Regions from separate parts of the Sus scrofa genome. Here region 1 is linked to region 2. A link is a contact called in public HiChIP or PLAC-seq data. All regions are on one chromosome and are shown on one strand. The core of a region is the stretch at or near the end of the contact, and the rest is flanking DNA. Distances in the headings are between cores, read along the strand shown.

The links. HiChIP or PLAC-seq counts read pairs in DNA pulled down with a chosen protein or histone mark.
Region 1: a contact with region 2 is called in an H3K27ac HiChIP or PLAC-seq map of alveolar macrophages. The contact joins two enhancer-like sites. A contact is called at or near these places in 1 of 47 Hi-C or Micro-C datasets (liver) and 1 of 2 datasets of contacts at active chromatin or transcription factors (alveolar macrophages).

Annotation. Positions count from the first base shown.
Region 1 is chr7:89,738,819-89,741,602 of Sscrofa11.1, forward strand. No RefSeq gene overlaps it. Among named protein-coding and RNA genes, the nearest start is that of FUT8, 220 kb to the left of the region's middle. Within about 2 kb of position 1,398, at least 5 of the 83 cell types and tissues checked have an H3K27ac peak or open chromatin away from gene starts, as enhancers often do. A contact at or near this core is called in alveolar macrophages, where this site is marked.
Region 2 is chr7:89,193,415-89,196,220 of Sscrofa11.1, forward strand. No RefSeq gene overlaps it. Among named protein-coding and RNA genes, the nearest start is that of MAX, 27 kb to the left of the region's middle. Within about 2 kb of position 1,312, at least 3 of the 83 cell types and tissues checked have an H3K27ac peak or open chromatin away from gene starts, as enhancers often do. A contact at or near this core is called in alveolar macrophages, where this site is marked.

The DNA.
Region 1 (2,784 bases), core at 148-2,647, 550 kb after region 2:
TTTTCCAAGTGGAGAAATTATTTAGGGCTTTGGGGAAGGTGGGCCAGCTATTTGCTATGCAGCGGCTCACCCCCTTAGCCATCACCCCTGCCATGTTCAGCAAATGATTCTTCTATTCTCTCCCCGGCAGGTGGTCTCGCAGCTACATGTGTTCAGCGCATCCAGCAGGGTGCTCCCGGGAATGCCGCGTGGCCATGACTGCTGTTTCTAATTACTGCCGTATCAGGAGGCAAAAGGAAAGAGACACTGCCAGCCTGCTGGGCCGCTGTGGAAACAGACGTTCCCGGTTATTGGGTTCCTGGGGCTGGCAGGGTCTGGTTGCCTGACTGGTCACTTAGGAGTGAGGACTTGGCTTTTCCCCAAATGCAAAGGCTGAATGATTGACAGAACACCGCAATCAGTGAGCTCTTCTTTAGCAAGCACCCAGTGTGCTCTTGGTTTTGTGCCTAGGACTGGGGCTGGGTCAGGGAGGGTGTACAGATAGTGATAAATACAGCTACGTCTTTCCGGAAGCTTCCATGATATCTAGGGCCGAGGATAAGGAACACAGAGAGGGTTCCCCATCCTGGCGTAGCGGAAAGGAGTCTGACTAGGAACCATAAGGTTGCGGTTCGATCCCTGGCCCCACTCAGCGAATTAAGGATCCGTCATTGCCATGAGCTGTCACAGACGCAGCTCCGATCTGGCATGGCTGTGGCTGTGGGCGTGGCGCCGGCAGCTACAGCTCTGATTAGACCCCTATCCCGGGAACCTCCATATTACGTGGATTCAGCCCTAAAAAGACAAAAAGAAACACACAGAGAAAAAGTAGCTCTATTTATCCATCTAATAGCATTTATCGAGAGCTGCCCTTGGGGAGTTTATAGTCAGTGGAGGAGGAACAGCACTCAAATGCTTTCACACATGTGCAGTTGCAAACCATGGTCAGTGCAAAGCAAAGCACAGGGCTGCTAGCGCACAAATAGGGAACTGATTTGTTCTGGGGTCAGAGGAGGATTCCCGGATGAAAGATGTAAGATCCATTGTGAAAATGGAAAAGATAGGTTAGTCTAGAAGTGTTTGGAAAGAATGAACAAGATGTGTGGACAGACGCAGGGATGAAGGAAAGGGGTGTTAAACATGACTTCTAAATTTCTAACAAGAGGAACTGGAGAGCAAAGTTGCTCAGCAGACAGGGCAGTTGGGATGGGGAGGCTGTTTTGCGGGGGGAGCAGCATAGATTTTTGTCAGCTCAGAGGACAGAAGGAGTGACTGGACCTATTGTATGAATGGGAAGGCAGGTGGGCGGAGCCTGGTGAGGGGGGTGGGGCTGTGGGAGGGGCTGACTCTATAGGAAAAACAGGAAGGTCGGGGCAAGTTCTCAACCCCGGGAACTGCTCATAGCTATGACTTCAAAGGAGAGAAGGGGAACTCACATGAACACTTGCTGTGTGCCTGGTTCTGTGTTGGGTATTTACACACTGCCATTGTGTGGGGCCATTAGGCAACGACTCAGAAACTCACTCAGTCATTTTAGTACAGAGTGTGTGTGTGTGTGTGTGTGTGTGTGTGTAAATGTGTGTATATTGCGTGAAATGTGTTATGTATGGGAGGGTATACATGTATGTAGTATAGCGTGTGTAGTGTGGTATATTGTGTGTGTGTGTGTGTGTGTGATGTTATTATATCCCAGGGCAGGAAACAGCTGGATCTCCTTGGATTCAGGGCCTTGGAAGGTCAGGGCCTTGGAAGTCATTTACAGCAGTCTCTCCTTCCGCCTTTCTTGAGACGCCCAGTCTCATCTCTGCTTTTCTCTGTCTCTTTTCCTGCTTCTCTCTGCTGACCACTGGACGCCTTCTTTGCTTCCCTATGGCCTCACCGTGACTTTTCAGTTTGAGTCCAATATTACCCATCCAATCATTAATTCAATGAAATTTATCAAATACTACTGTGTGTCAGTATTTTTAGACACTGGGCTTTCAACAGATATCACAGCAAAGTCTCTTCCAGCCCAGGACAGGAGACATATTACACAAATAGATAATATTTCAGGTGGCAATAATGCTGTGAAGAAAAAAAAAAAGCTGAGCAAGGGTCTGGAAAGCACGTTTGGGATGGCAGGGTGGAGAGCTTTTTTATAACTGCTATCTGGAAGGGGCTCTCTGACTCAGTCACATTAGAGCTAAGCCTTGAAGAAAGTGAGTGATCCGTGCAGATATCTGAGGCAAGAGTGTTTCCAGCTGAGGCAAAAACAGGGATAAAGACCTCAAGATGGGGAACTGCTTGAAATGTCCAAAGGGCAGCAAAGACGCAAGAGTGGCTTGTGGGGAGTGGGAGAGGGAGTGTCACAGGCGGTGACCAGTTCATGCCAAGCCGATAGGCCACTGCAAGGCACCCGACGGATGTCTTTGGGAATAGAGGAGAGACGTGGCGTGACTTCACATGACAGACCTGCTTCGGTATGGAGACAGGCTATGGAGTGAGGGGCCCTGGTGAGCAGTGAGGAGGCTGATGCAGTGATCTGGGTGAGGGATGATGGCAATTTGGACCAGGATGGAAGCTGAGGAGGTAATGAGAAGAAGTCAGATTCCGGAAAATTTGAAGGTTAGATAATTGCCAATGGATCTAACTGGTTTTTGAATCTTTTATTCAGTTGTGTTGAGAGAGAGAGTCTTATGGGCCCAGAGCAGCCAATAGATGAGCTGACTGGAGAGGGAGAAGCTTGGGGGCAAATGGTACCAAGCAGCCCTCAGGCAAGCTGGTGGGGAAAGATCCTCAGATCTTGTGCCTTCACTTAGGCCAGCT
Region 2 (2,806 bases), core at 62-2,561:
AGGTGCAAAATGCTTTCTTCAAGGAATAAACTTGGGTTTATTATTATTCCAGTGTTTCACAAACTGACTTCTTTGCAACGGAGGGACAAAAGTACATTCTAGTTTTTGTTTTTCTCAATTGCTAGCTCCTAGGTTGGTCCGTGACTTCCACATCTGTCTTTGACCTCAGAGTGGCAACACCCTTCCAAACCTCTCTGCTGGCATTTTTTTGGTGCCTGGGTGTGTAAAATATACACAATGTATAATTTACCACTTAAAGCACTTTTTTTTTTTGGTCTTTTTAGGGCTGTACACGTGGCATATGCAGGTTCCCAGGCTAGGGGTTGAATTGCAGCTATAGCGCTGGTCTATACCACAGCCATAACAATGCCAGATCTGAGCTGCATCTGTGACTTACACCATAGCTCATGGCAACGCTGGATCCTTAACCCACTGAGCGAGGCCAAGGATTGAACCTGTATCCTCATGGATATTTGTCAGATTTGTTTCCACCGAGCCACGATGGGAAGATCCACTTAAACCATTTTTAAGTGTATAATTCACTAGCCTTTACTACCTTCACAGTGTTGTGTAACCATCATCACTATTTCCAGAACTTTTTCATCATCTCAAACAGAAACTCTGTACCCATTAAGCAATAACTTCCCATCTCCTGGAATTTTTTTTTTGATTTTTTTTTTCTTTTTAGTGCTGCACAAGCGGCACATGGAAGTTCCTGGGCTAGAGGTCAAATCTGCAGACCTACACCACAGCCTCAGCAATGCAGGATCCGAGCAACATCTGCAACCTAAGCCGGAGGCTGCAGCAATGCTGGATCCTTAACCTGCTGACAGAGGCCAAGGATTGAACCTGTAGCCTCATGGATACTAGTCAGGTTCTTAACCCACTGAGCCACAATAGGAACTCCATCTCCTGGCATTTTGACCCTGAGCTTATGCAGTGTTTTATAAGCTTTAAAGCCAAAGAACCTAACTTAGAATATTTTCTCTGCCCCTTACTAGCTCTGAGATGTTGAACAACTTGCTTGATCTTTTTAAGTCTTGGTTTACTCATCTGCAAAATAGAGTTAATAAGGATCAGAGTAACAGCCTTCACGGAGCTGTTACATGGACACAGTACCACACACAAAGGAACATCATCAGCCCTCAATAGGCACGTTGACCCCTCCGTGTTGTCAGTGTCTCTTTGCATCAAATGAGGGTTCTCTGCTATCATCCCCCAAACCTCTAGATGCTCACTGCCACCCGGGCTAGTCCTGGCTCCTTCTCCATCTCTGAGGCAGGTCTATGGGCATTTTGTAATCATCATGATGATGACTAACGTTTATCAAGTGACATTTGTCCAGAAGAGGAAACAAGTCAGAGATGGGTGCTAAGGAATGTGAAGAAGGCCTCCTAGTGTACGGAGCAGCCCCATCCCAGAACAGATCCCCACCCACGTCCTCTGCCTGTTTTGGGTCTGTAGAAAAACTAGTCAAGAAATAAACCTAATCAGAGAAGTGAGAAAATGCAGAAAGGAAAACAGTCAAGCAAGACAAAATAATAATACTTTAAATGAAGTCAAGGACCTTTAGTTCTTCCTCAAGGACTACAGATAATATTCTGAGCTATGTCCTTTCAGCCGTTTTGTAGATACTGAAACCCCCATCAGGTAGAAGAAGTTACCCATATGCTGCCCACAAGCAAGTAGACCCCAGACTGGTTGAAACCAGAAAATTCATGATGCAGACTCCCAATTACCTCATCACCAACCAATGAGAAGAATGTCCACAAGCCAATCACACCCTACTCCTTGAACACTCTAAGACTCCTTGGTACCCCCTCCAGGACAGGGCACAGTTTTAAGGGCATTAACCATCTTTGGTCCCCTTTGCCTGGCAAAACGATAAAGGTATTCTTTTCTACTTTATCCAAAAACTCTGCCTCCATGATTCAATTCAGAGCTGGTGTAGAGGCAGAGTTCCAGCAACACTAGCTTGTAGCAGAAAGGCAGGATTTGAAAGGAGTCTGGCTTCAGGGCCCAAGTTCTCAACCACTGGACTAAAGGCTTTGATGTGCTTGTAAGCATCTGGTAATGATGGTGGCAGAAGAGCTTGGAGAGGGAAATTCAAGCTCACCCAGCAAGTCAGTGGCATGGCTAAGAAGAGAGACAATGCCTTCTGACTCACCACCTGACACCCTGGCCACTGGCTCTGGCTGTACTGCAGGAATCATTATTCTAAGATTAATGATTCTATGTCAAAGCAATCAGGGAGTAAGGTAATCAGCTCTCCCTTCCATAGAGTAAGGCCTGAGTCTTTAAGGGAGCCTTTAGATTAATGATTTTCCTCCTGGAATATTGCTTTGATGGCTTCCTTCCTGTCTTCCAATCTGAGGATGAATGTCATCAGCCACCTACCCACCCACTGATACCATCCTGATTCTCAGTGGCCCAATACATCCACTTTTAAGACTTTTTTATTGACCACATGTGGATGGTTGAGGAGTGACTTCTCATTTAAGACACTGTTTATATTTTCATGTTTATTTCTTAAAATGGCTTTGTTGAAGTCCCTCAACTGGGACAGAAAGTATTCTTCCTTGCCCTTCAGGAATTTACAGAGCTTCTCAAACTCACAGGTGACTTTCTATCATTCAATTTCTTATTTGTTTCTAAAATAGAGATAAGTGGTCACGCTGAAGTAATCACATGCATCTTTTTATCACTGCTCACAGATGCTGCTCTAAAATTTCTTCTTTGTTTGATTCTATGCCCATCACATACCCACTGTAAAGGAATGAAAAAGGGGAGACACAACATAAACGTG